2 separate regions of the Ovis aries genome follow, and region 1 is linked to region 2. A link is a contact called in public Hi-C data. All regions are on one chromosome and are shown on one strand. The core of a region is the stretch at or near the end of the contact, and the rest is flanking DNA. Distances in the headings are between cores, read along the strand shown.

Region 1 (6,411 bases), core at 3,506-6,005, 66 kb after region 2:
GCATAGGAACCTGGAATGTTAGGTCTATGAATTAAGGCAAATTGGAAGTGGTCAAACAGGAGATGGCAAGAGTGAACATCGACGTTTTAGGAATCAGCGGACTAAAATGGACTGGAATGGGTGAATTTAAATTAGATGACCATTATATCTACTACTGTGGGCAAGAATCCCTTAGAAGAAATGGAGTAGCTATCATAGTCAATAAATGAGTCCGAAATGCAGTATTTGGATGGAATCTCAAAAACGACAGAATGATCTCTGTTTGTTTCCAAGGCAAACCATCCAATATCACAATAATCCAAGTCTGTGCCGACCATAATGCTGAAGAAGCTGAAGTTGAATGGTTCTATGAAGACCTACAAGACCTTCTAGAACTAACACCCAAAAAGGATGTCCTTTTCATTATAGGGGGCTGGAGTGCAAAAGTGGAAGTCAAGAAACACCTGGAGTAACAGGCAAATTTGGCCTTGGAATGTGCAATGAAGCAGGGCAAAGGCTAATACAGTTTTGCCAAGGGAACACACTGGTCATAGCAAACACCCTCTTCCAACAACACGAGAAGACTCTACACATGGACATCACCAGATGGTCAATACCAAAATCAGACTGATTATGTTCTTTGCAGCCAAAGATGGAGAAGCTCTATACAGTCAGCAAAAACACAACTGGGAGTTGACTGTGGCTCAGATCATGAACTCCTTATTGCCAAATTCAGACTTAAGTTGCAGAAAGTAGGGAAAACTACTAGACCATTCAGGTATGACCTAAATCAAATCCCTTACCATTATACAGTGAAAGTGACAAATAGATTCAAGGGACTAGATCTGACAGAGTGCCTGAAGAGCCGTGGATGGAGGATCGTGACATTGTACAGGAGGCAGGGATCAAGACCATCCCCAAGAAAAGAAATGCAAAAAGGTAAAATGGTTGTCTGAGGAGGCCTTACAAATGGCTGTGAAAAGAAGAGAAGTGAAAGGCAAATGAGAAAAGGAAACATATACCCATTTGAATGCAGAGTTCCACAGAATAGCGAGGAGAGATAAGAAAGCCTTCCTCAGTGATCAGTGCAAAGAAACAGAGGAAAACAATAGAATGGGAAAGACTAGAGATCTCTTCAAAAAAATTAGAGATACCAAGGGAACATTTCATGTAAAGATGGGCTTGATAAAGGACAGAAATGCCTAATAGAAGCAGAAGATATTAGAAAGAGGTAGGAAGACTACGCAGAAGAAGTATACAAAAATCTTCATGACCCTGATAATCATGATGATGTGCTTACTCACCTAGAGCCAGACATCTTGGAATGCGAAGTCAAGTGGGCCTTAGGAAGCATCACTATGAACAAAGGTAGTGGAGATGATGCAACTCCAGTTGAGCTATTTCAAATCCTGAAAGATGATGCTGTGAAAGTGCTGCACTCAATGTACCGACAAATCAGGAAAACTCAGCAGTGGCCACAGGACTGGAAAAGGTCAGTTTTCATTCCAATCCAATGAAACGAAATGCCAATGAATGCTCAAATTACCACACAATTGCACTTATCTCACATGCTAGCAAAGTAGTGCTCAAAATTCTCCAAGCCAGGCTTCAACAGTATGTGAACCGTGAACTTCCAGATGTTCAAGCTGGATTTAGAAAAGGCAGAACAACCAGAGATCAAATTGCCAACATCCATTGGATTGTCAAAAAAGTGAGAGAGTTCCAGAAAAACATCTACTTCTGCTTTATTGACTATGCCAAAGCCTTTGACTGTGTGGATCACAAGAAACTGGAAAATTCTTAAAGAGATGGAAATACCAGACCACCTGACCTGCCTCCTGAGAAATCTGTCTGCAGGTCTAGAAGCAACAGTTAGAACTGGACTTGGAATAACAGACTGGTTCCAAATAGGAAAAGGAGTACGTCAAGGCTGTATATTGTCACCCTGCTTATTTAACATATATGCAGAATACATCATGAGAAACGCTGAGCTAGAGGAAGCACAAGTTAGAATCAAGATTGCCAGGAGAAATATCAATAACCTCAGCTATGCAGATGACACCACACTTATGGTGGAAAGCAAAGAAGAACTAAAGAGCCTCTTGATGAAAGGGAAAGAGGAGAGTGAAAAAGTTGGCTTAAAACTCAACATTCAGAAAACAAAGATCATGGCATCTGGTCCCATCACTTCATGGGAAATAGATGGGGAAACTGGAAACAGCGGCAGACTTTATTTTTTGGGGCTCCAAAATCACTGCAGATGGTGACTGCAGCCATGAAATCAGAAGACGCTTACTCCTTGGAAGAAACATTATGACCAACCTAGATAGCATATTAAAAAGCAGAGACTTTACCAACAAAGGTCCATCTAGTCAGAGCCATAGTTTTTCCAGTAGTCATGTGTGGATGTGAGAGTTGGACTATAAAGAAAGCTGAGCACTGAAGAATTGATGCTTTTGTACTGTGGTGGTGGGAAGACTTTGAGAGTCCCTTGGATTGCAGGGAGATCCAACCAGTCCATCCTAATGGAAATTAGACCTGAATATTCATTGGAAGGACTGATGCTGAAGCTGAAACTCCAATACTTTGGCCACCTGATGCGAAGAACTGACTCATTTGAAAAGACCCTCATGCTGGCAAAGATTGAGGGCAGGAGGAGAAAGGGACAACAGAGGAAGAGATGGTTGGATGGCATCACTGACTCAATGGACATGAGTTTGAGTAAACTTCAGGAGTTAGTGATGGATAGGGAGGCCTGGTGTGCTGCAGGCCATGGTGTCGCAGAGTCAGACATGACTGAGTGACTGAACTGTACTGAACAGGAACAGAATTTAAGCTTGGGCCTTGGGGTGTGCATCTGTGAAGTCCCTTAGTTCAAGCACTCTTCATTGGAGGAGTGAAGGTCTGATGCCTGCCTGGAGAGTTATATTGTAATGTCAGAGTTTTTGCTGATTAGGTGATTTCCTGGAGTCTAATGGAGTTTCTCTCCCCTGCTAACCTCCTGGTCCTGTTTCTTGCTGTGGTTTATCATGGTCATAAGGAGATGGTGATGGACAGGGAGGCCTGGCATGCTGCGATTCATGGGGTCTCAAAGAGTCGGACATGACTGAGCAACTGAACTGAACTGAACTGAAGGTGGTGCTGCAGCTTCGCAGTCAGCCTTGGGAAAGGCCTAGGGTAGAAGGGAGAAAGAATACCACCTGCAGAGGTCCGGCACTCTAGCATCAATACGGCATCAAGCACTGTGTAGGAGCTGTGACTTCAGGGCTTCTCATGCTTTCCTTCATGTCGGGCATTTTTCAGGTCTCCAGGAGAGGTGGGTAGGCTTACTTAGAGCCAGGCCAGCTATTTCTCTCTGCAGAATGGTCTGGATCCTACTGGTATAGAATAAATAACTTCAACTGGGAGAAAACATGTGTAGCCTCTGTCCTTCCACTCCATTTGGAGCCCTTTGGACTGTGCTGTTATCTGTCACGTGTATACTTTAAAAAAAAAAAAAAAAAAAAGGTGGGCAAGCCCCACTGGCACAACAGGGTAGTTTTTGAATCCAACTTTTCAGGCCTTTAATTCAGACTTCCTGCCCTGCTGCAGTTTGAGTAAAAACCATCTGGGCCTCATTTTAGCAACTTCCTCTCTCACTCCCAAATAGCAAGTTATCTTTTCATTTGAGTTCTTGGTCTTTGTGAGTCTAGTTGCCAATTCAAAACAGTGGAGTATCTTCCTGTTTTACTTAACTGAATACAGACTTGCATCCCCGCTGCAAGTAGAAAGCAGTGTAACTTGGGGTTCAAGTTCAAAGTCTTAAACAGGCGTCCATGTTCTGACTGTAGCCTTGAGCAAATAAATCCATTTTCCTTGACCCTTAGTTTCTGTACCTGTAAAGTGTAAAATGATAGTTTTGACTTCATTTGGTTACTGTGGGAATTGAATGAGATAATCCATAGCTTAGCACAGGGCGTGGTCCATGACAAAATGCTAAAACTGCGCTAGCTGTCAGCAGCAGCAGCAGCAGCAGCAGCAGCAGCAATCACTGTTGAACGGTCATGTCAAGTATTGTTCAGCAGAAACACTGCTTCTCTGTTGTGTTTGTAAGTGGTATCCTTTTTACCCAACATCCTTAATACTGTACTCAACACTGATTTCCGGGTGTTCCCTCTGTGTGTCACCGGCCAGCAGAATTAACAGATGTCTGTCTTTCTCTCTCTCTGAAAAGGAGGGAAAGAAATGCTGCAAAAGTCGAGATCTTTTTCCTATGAAGATTAGGCTCTGGTCTCCAGGTTATCATTTTATTGTTTCTTGACCTGAAAATTCCGAGAATATGTTAATCCTGTTAGATATTTTCTTTTGGACATGTCAGTGCAGCTATTGAAATCTAGCTCCCTTCACAGTTTGGGGGCCATAGTCCTTGGCCCTGGTTCTTCTCGGCCTTGGTTCTCCCCGGCCCTGGTTCTCCTCGGCCCTTCCCTTCCTGGTTGGTACCAGCGGCTGGTTCGCTTTCCCCCTCTTTCTCCTCCTCCTTTCTTCACGTTACCTTCTCCCAGGGCCTCTCTTCTTTCCCCCTCCCTTTTCCATTTACTCTTACATTCCCTCCCTCCTTCCCGCCCTCCCTAATTCCTCCCCTCCCCTGGTTTCTAGCCCCTTTTTGCTTTCTGTTTGTGTTTCTGAGGGCCGTGCTCCAATTACCTCATATTTGGAGAGAGGAAGCTGTAGCCAATCCGGTTTCTGTCTGCTTTTAGGTCAAGTGATTTCTGAACTGCAGTGAGATGCTTTGAATTTGTCTTGTTGCAGCTCTGAGCCTGTAAGATGGCTGTCTGAATCGGCAGCGGCTGGGAGACAGAGAGAGGCGGGGAGGGAGGGAGGAAGAATTGGAGGGGTTGCCGGCATAGTGCATGTTTTTGAATGTACATCTAATCCGATGAAGCCGAGGTTGGGATTTCTCTGGGATCCCAGGACTGGCTTAGCTGCGTTTTTGCAGAGATTAGGAGAGGAAAGCAATGGGAAATTCGCTGGGCTGTGTTAAGGAGCCGAAAGATTCAATAGCCGTTCCCGAGAAGGCTCCCATATCTCCTAAGAAAAGGGTTCGGTTCAAAAGGAAGTGGAAGGGGAAGAAAACCCCTACTCCAGCAGCACCCCGTGAGGAAGAACCCTTGCAGGGAACTGGAGCCCTCGAAGAGACTGGAACCCTGACGAAGTTAACAGTGAGTCTCCAGAAGGGGGAAGGAGTGGGAGGGGCTGAGCCACCACCACCCGCGAACGTGTTACTGCCCAGGGACTCAGCCCCCAGTTCAGGGCTGGGAGCCCAGGGCATGATCGTTCAGGTGAAGGAGAGGTTCCAGGGGGAGATCCAGACCGCTCAGCTTTTGTTGGAGAATGAGTCATCAGTTGCCGGAGGGGTCTGGGATTCCCTGGAAGAGGGGACGACTGTCATCGCTCACCTGCTCGATAACCCGGCAGAAAGGAACTGCGAGAAGTCAGTGAGCCAACTGGTGGAATTTCCGAGGACAGCCTCCTGCAGCAGCAGGGCCGTGCTGCTGCCTTTGCACAGGGGGACTGCAGTGGAGAAAGGAGCCGCTCCACTCGGAATTAGGAGCAGCGCTTCCCCCAGGACAGACCACCCCGCCGACACAGACAGTCTTTCTGCTGGCTGGAGTGTTGGTGGAGGAACCAAGGGCATCTTAAGTGCCCCTCAGACAGGTCCCTGGACTGTGGAACATTCCGCTTCTTCATCACTGCCAGACCAGCTGAGAGGCCAGAGCTGCACAGAGCCTGCCTGTGTGGGTCGAGTGCCCCTCCAGGTGCCCAGACTGCCTACTTCTCAGAGCGACGTATCCATCAGTGGCCCGACTCTGAGCATCTTGCCGTCCTCCTCCGGCTATGGCAGCGACGGGCCCCACTTACTTGGAATCCAGCCTAAAGACCCGGAGCCTGAAAAGAGCTCCACGTCCTTCTCAGAAGAGGATGGCACCCTTTCTTTGGAGGCAAGCCACACCCCCTCATGGGGTCTAGAGTTGACGGGTGGGCATGCTTAAGGGATAGTCAAGCGGCGGTTTGCATTACTGGCCTCAAACTTACAGAAGTGGAGTGCAGCGAGCAGTGAGGAGCGCGGTGCTGCTTCTTACACTTTACCTGTCAGTCGGATACCGGGAGTTAGCCCCTGCTACGCTCGGCAAGCAGAATCTGTTTCAGGTCTGCCCCTTGATGCTTGAAACCAGCTTCTTGTCTCTGGGGACTCCCTGACTCTGGGTGATCATGCCGCATAATTGCTCCAGCTATCTGGTGGGGTTATCTCTCAAGGTGCAGGGCTAGGTAATACTTCACTCTCAGCAGGTCTATTTATCAGCTTCCATGCTGTGGGAAATTGTGGTACACACCGAGGTGATGGGGAAGCTGGCTGACTCTTTGAAGTGAGGTGGAAGGGGTCGGGGGAGGCCC
Region 2 (6,060 bases), core at 569-3,068:
GTTGCCGTGTTCCCAGCCCCCTGAAGGCACTTAGCAGAAAGAGAAAGCTGAAATTTAGTGACCATTTATCTTTCTACTCTCTAGTTTATCAAATTTCTGTTGATATTTTAAATTCCAGACTGGTTTATAAAATTTCTGTTGTTGCTAATAGTTAATATAGAACCTAGGCAACTAAATATTTCACAGAACCGCAGAATTTTAGAGCTGGGAAAGAATTTAGAGATCTAGAATATCAACTCATTTATGAATAAATAAATGGATCCAGTGTGATTAAATGGTGCTAGAGTCATAATAAGCTAGAGAAATGGAACTGTCGCTTCATTGTCTAGCTCTCAAGCTGCTGGATGTACTGATAAAATCGGATACATGCTTAATTAAATATTCTGGTTAATTCAGAGTTAATCAGAGGGCACTTTCTGTTTCATTCTTTTTTTTTTTTTTAAATTTTATCTCTTTCTTATGGCTGTTGCTGCTTGGGCTTTATCTCTGGTTTCAGAGAGCAGGGGCTACTCTGCAGTTGTGGCACTCGGGCTTAGTTGCTCTGAGGCGCGTGGGATCCTCCCGGACCAGGGAATGAACCTGTGTCTCCTGCATTGGCAGGCGGACTCTTCACACTGAGCCACCAGGAAAGCCTTCTGTTTCATTCTTGTTGAAAATTTTTATACATTTCTTTTGGTCTTAGTAATTACATAATTTTGTCATAGGTAAGTTCTTTCTGATTTTTGTTTTTGACAAATCGGGATATTGAATATTTATTTTGAATTTTGTGAAAAACTGAGTTGTGTAATAGTTTTTCCCAAGGCCTTAGGAAACCATGGATTACTGGTGAGAAGGATATTAGCAACTGAAGTGAAAAACGCTGTGATTTCAAGAAAAATTCTTTAAAAATGAGTGATTATGATGTATGTGGGGTGATTATTTTTCTTCTTCAGTAGTAGAGTGCATATAGTAGGGGGCAACCCAGTCTAGCTGAGTCCTGGTTAAAGTTTTGCTGTTTGAATATATGTCAAGGATTATTGAAATATCCTTAAGGTAAATTGTGTCAAAGGTGCTCCAGAATTTCCCTGAGTTATTTAGCTCTTGGCAGTCATTTCTAAAATGTTTGAGATAGCTCTGTTGATGATCACTTCTGATGGGCTAGAAGCTCTAAGAGTATCTATTGGGAGAAAGCTGAACAGTAACTATTGTTTTTTTTTTTTTAAGGATTTGTTGAATATCAAGAATGCCAGTCACTAATCGAAACAGCCAGAAGCCATTTGTTTCCTCAGTCCCCACTTTGGGCACCTGAGGGTGGATGGGCAGATACTTACTTAAGAGGCTCCCTCTTCCTCAGATTTGGTTTTCATCAGTGCTTTGCCTCATAATATAAGGCTGCAGGATAGCAGATGGTCTGATGCTGGGGCTGGCTTGCAGTCTCCATTGGGCAGCGCTGTTGCTAGAGAAGCAGTCTTATGGTGGAACGAACCAGAGCTGACCAGGAGGCTGGGCTGGGCTCTGCTCCATGTCCATTACTCTCGGTTTCATCCAGAATAGAGACTGTGGCCCCCAGATTTTAGATGTGCTCGTTGGTGTTTCTGCCTTTGCCTGCTTCTTCATTGCCATCTGGCTGTCATTGGAGAGAATTCACTGTAGCTCTGAGACTCTGCAGGGAGTTGAGAGGAACTATGCTTGTTTCCTGGATGGGGTGTGTGTTCTCTTCCATTAAAACTGTTACCCACATTTCCTTTTATTACTCGTTAAGTCAGAGGCAGCTGGGAGGATGCATTACTCACCAGCCGCACACAGTGGCCCTGGCTGTGGACAGGGAGTCTGGGCTGAGCTGAGAGTGAGTCAGCTCAGGGAATGGAAAAATTGCAGGGTAGTGTGGGGTAGGGGTTGTGTGCCAGTGACTGTTCCTTCTCTGCTTGCTCTTTTCTCTATAAGGACTCATCAGAAAGCTCTGAATACTGAGCATCCAGTTTTGGTAGTCAGTAAGCCAGCCAAACTGTGGTGATGGTGTCTCCCGTGAAAGGAACCAGCTGACTGCACTTAGCGTTGTTGTCCTCTATGTTGTGTGTGTATAACATAGAAGGGTTATATGGGTTTTGAGGCAAGCTTGAGCTTGTATAATAAAAGTTCTGTGTGTGAGGATTTCACTAGAATCAAGCAATCACAGAGTCTCTTTGTCTTAGTTGTAAAATTTAGTCATCTGTATCTATTTTTGTCCAGTAGGGGTCACTGGGGTATTAAACTCTAAAGGAGAGAGCCAGCTAATCCCATGATAGACCAATCAGATTCCTTATCTTGATTGTTTAGAGTACTTTTTTTATTTTTAGAGCAGAAACGAAAGACGTGAACTTTGTGGAACATTAATTATTTGAAGAGCAGATTATTCCAATGGTTGACATGGAATTGATTAAAAAATAATAATAATAACCAGCACCCCCTGAGACCCCTTGAGTTGGAAGCAGGGAGTCTTAACCACTGGATCTCCAGGGAAGTCCTGAGATGGAATTGATTTTATGAGTAAGATTTGAAGAGCAGTTTTTAAAGACAATGACAAGAAATAGGGGAAGAAAATTGTCCATTAAATCATCTGATATGTACCCATGTACTTTACATATATTCCTTATTTAATCTTGTGACCAATGGTGAGAAACAAGTATTTATATACATATTATAAGTATTAGGGACCCAAGTTCAGGAACATTCGTGGCTTCCCCAGGTCACATCGTTATGAAGCGATACTATCAGAGGAGATCCTGTTAGCCATGTCTCATTTGACTTTGATCCTTGGACCCTGGTAAAGGGTCATGAGAGCAGAAGGTTATTAGAAGGTAAGCAGAGCCTGATGGTAGATTCTCCTGAGAAAGACTAAAATGATTCTTGTGTTGAATTAGAGTTCAGAGCAGGCTCCAGGGATTCATAAGTGGAAAGAAGCTAGCAAGTCTGTCTTTATCTTCAGGGGGCAAGTTCTACCTCTTTTTCACTTAGAGCTACCGCCGGGATGTGGTCAACTGTCTCACAGAGATCTAAAATTAGCTCTTTGTTTGTGTGCAAAGTTTGGTTTCCATGGATAAGTAGTTTAAGTTGGTCTCTCTGACCTGCCTTTTATCTTGGCCTAGACTCTTCTGAGCCTTGAATGCTGCTGCCTACTGGCATTTTCATGCCTGCCCGGTTATATCTTAGTTGAGCTCCCGAGCCCTCAGTCAGTTGCTTGTCTATTCTACTTCTGCATTCTTGATTTTCTGATATCTCAGGAAAACAAGTCGATCACACGTTCATAGCCAGACCACACTAAAAGACATTTCCCATTGAGACCATTGTTTTGTTTTTATTTGGAAAAGTATTTTTAAAATTGCATTTAGGTGGGATACAAGTAAGATGCTAACTCTCTTTAAATGTGCATTTACTTGGAATCACAGATATTTCTGGACAAAAATAACAACCTTGGCAAAATTCAGAAACAGCCCCTGTAGACAGGGCTTCTTCTTCTTAAGTCACATTTTTCCATTTATTTGAGATACTGACTCTCAGAGTATCCTGGAGAAAGTTTAATAGCTAGATCTTATTATTTTTACTTTGCTGGGGAAAACAGAACCCCAAAGAGAAGGATTATTTAAAATGGTGATATGGATATTAAGGTTGACTAATACTCTTACACTTACATATTCCTTTTGGAAGCAGGGCCATTGAAGCCCATTTTGTTTTATTCATTGAGTTGGTGGTTTAGAGCTGTTAAATACCTTGGCTTACCTCCTTGCATTGGCCAGTGAAGATGATTTGATGCTTTGCTAGGTCCCATGTGGCTCTGTGGTAAAGAATTTGCCTGCCAGTGCTGGAGATGCAAGAGGTGTGGGTTTGGTCTCTGGGTCAGGAAGATGCCCTGGAGGAGGAAATGGCAACCCACTCCAATATTCCTGCCAGGAAAATTCCATGGACAGAGGAGCCTGGTGGGCCACAGCCCATGGGGTCGCAAAGAGTTGGACACATCTGAGTCATGAGCACATGAACAAATGTTCTAGTGCAGGAACAATGATAACAATAGTTCACATTAATGAGGGTGAGAAAAATGCATGGACTATTTGGCACTAACATACATAGTGCTTACTGAGTGCCGAATAGTCCATGCATTTTTCTTACCTAATCCTCACTGGAACACTGTGAAGAGGTAACTTTATTATCCCCATTTTACAGACAGGGAAATTGAGAATGAAAGAGATTGAGTAGTTGGTCCAAAGATACAGCTAGAAACCATGAAGTCAGATTTTGGGTCTAGGTTTGGCTAAAGATTGTGTTAGAGTTCTGGAAAGAGAGAAGAGAATGGGGCTTGAGGAGAGTTTGGCTGCTGGATAGAATTCATATCTTGAGAGACTTGTAGAAGTGGAATTTCTGAATCAATAAATTAACTTTTTCCTCATAATCTCTCAGGTAGATTTGGAAGTTCACTGTTAAAAGTGTCTCGGCTCCTTTGCTAGTGTATGTTATCTGCTGGGCCTGTTGAGAGGAGCATGCTGAGTTATCCCTGCCGTAAGATGAATAGTTTTCTGGGCACTTGCTCTCTGGCGTGTTTTTGTGGTGAAAATAGACGTTGTATTTTGGGAATCTTGATGACTGGTTGGGTCCAGTCTTGCTTTTTCCAGCATGTTCCCCCTTTATTCGTGGCCCTCACAGTGCTCTTTAGATCCTCTTGCCCTTTTCATCCGTCCATGCATTCATTCACAATTCACTCATTTCCTGAGTAGTTCTTTAGTGATGAGATTTTATATAGGAGAGCGACTTCAGCTTCAAAACCTTTAGTGGAGTGAAAATATATACGCAGCCATATTATAAAGTAGAAAGTGCTGGATGTCATAAGAGAGAAGCCTACACATTGTAAGTGCACAGAAGTTGTTTACTTCTAATGGGGATGGAGGGAGTCACCGCGGAGAATTCTGTGAAAAGACTGGCTTCAGCTGATCCACAGGAGTGGGACTTTGACTTCTGGAAATGAGAAGGAAGTACATGCCAGGGTAAGTGAAGGAAACATTGTAAAGCCAGAGTTTTTAATTTGCTCACTGTGAGAAATGCAAGTTATAGAATTAAATGACAGATGAGTATTTATTGAGCATTTAAAACAAACCAGGCATTATGCGTGCTTCAGGGAGATTAATCTCACAGTGGATGAGAACAGGGTCAGCAGGTTGGAGACTGGGATTAGGAAAATTAGATTTGGTAGTTTTGGTGATAGGTTAGGTAAGTGATCAGTTTACCAAGGTTTTGTATAGTCTGAGCAGTATTCAGATGTCTTTTTTTTTCTTTTGGCTGCACCTTGCAGCTTGCAAAATCTCAATTCCCTGACCAGAAATTGAACCTGGGTCAAGGCAATGGAAACTTGGAATCCTAACCAGTAGGACACCAGGGAACTGCCTGGTGTTTCTTCTTCTTCGTTTTTTTTTTAAATTAAGTAATTAATTTATTATTGGGGCTACTCTGGATCTTGGTTACTGTGCTTGGGTTTTCTCTGGCTGCAGCCAGCAGGGGCTACTCTCTAGCTGCAGCCTGCAGGCTTCTCTGGTTGTGGAATGTGGGCTCTAAAGCTTGGACTCAGTAGTTGTGGCTCTCGGGCTTAGCTGCCCTACCACCTGTGGAATCTTCCCAGGCCAGGGATTGAACCTGTGTCCCCTGCATTGGCAAGTGAATTCTGAACCGCTGGACTGCCAGAGAAGACCTATTCAGAAGTCTTGTGATCACATATATTAAATAGTTTTTTTGCTGTCCCGCCAAATAATGATAATTACAGACAGTATTGTATTTATTGAGCACATACTGTGTGCCTGGCACAATCTAAACACCATCAATGCCTTAACTCATTAATCTTCACTACAGCTCTGCGGGACAGGTTCTATTATTATCATCATTTTACAGATGAGACTGAGGTTCCTTGAAGTCACTTATGTAACTTGCCCTCAGGTGCTAATGTACCATATATAGTAGAGTCTGGATTTGAACTCAAGTAGGCAGACTAAAGCCCATGGGGTTGCAAAGAGTTGGACATGACGGAGCACAGCACAGTCTGGTTTCAGATTGGGCCTGTAATCA

What was found. A called contact is a pair of places that touch in the nucleus more often than the background predicts.
Region 1: a Hi-C map of mesenteric adipose tissue shows a contact between it and region 2, with 1.9 times the contacts expected there. The contact joins the promoter of LOC121819029 here to the enhancer-like site in region 2. A contact is called at or near these places in 12 of 16 Hi-C or Micro-C datasets (blood, hypothalamus, liver and 6 more).

Annotation. Positions count from the first base shown.
Region 1 is chr1:13,939,533-13,945,943 of ARS-UI_Ramb_v3.0, forward strand. It overlaps LOC121819029, which reads left to right and starts at 4,756. Exons shown (of 1, transcript XM_042245990.2): 1 at 4,756-6,411. The coding sequence starts at 4,974. The coding sequence ends at 6,008. The region is part of intron 5 of MACF1 (microtubule actin crosslinking factor 1); the gene reads left to right.
Region 2 is chr1:13,876,688-13,882,747 of ARS-UI_Ramb_v3.0, forward strand. The region is part of intron 1 of MACF1 (microtubule actin crosslinking factor 1); the gene reads left to right. LOC121819031 (a long non-coding RNA gene) reads right to left here. Exons shown (of 2, transcript XR_006059160.2): 2 at 4,860-4,962. Among named protein-coding and RNA genes, the nearest start is that of TRNAR-GCG, 24 kb to the right of the region's middle. Within about 2 kb of position 1,819, at least 43 of the 54 cell types and tissues checked have an H3K27ac peak or open chromatin away from gene starts, as enhancers often do. A contact at or near this core is called in hypothalamus, liver and tail adipose tissue, where this site is marked.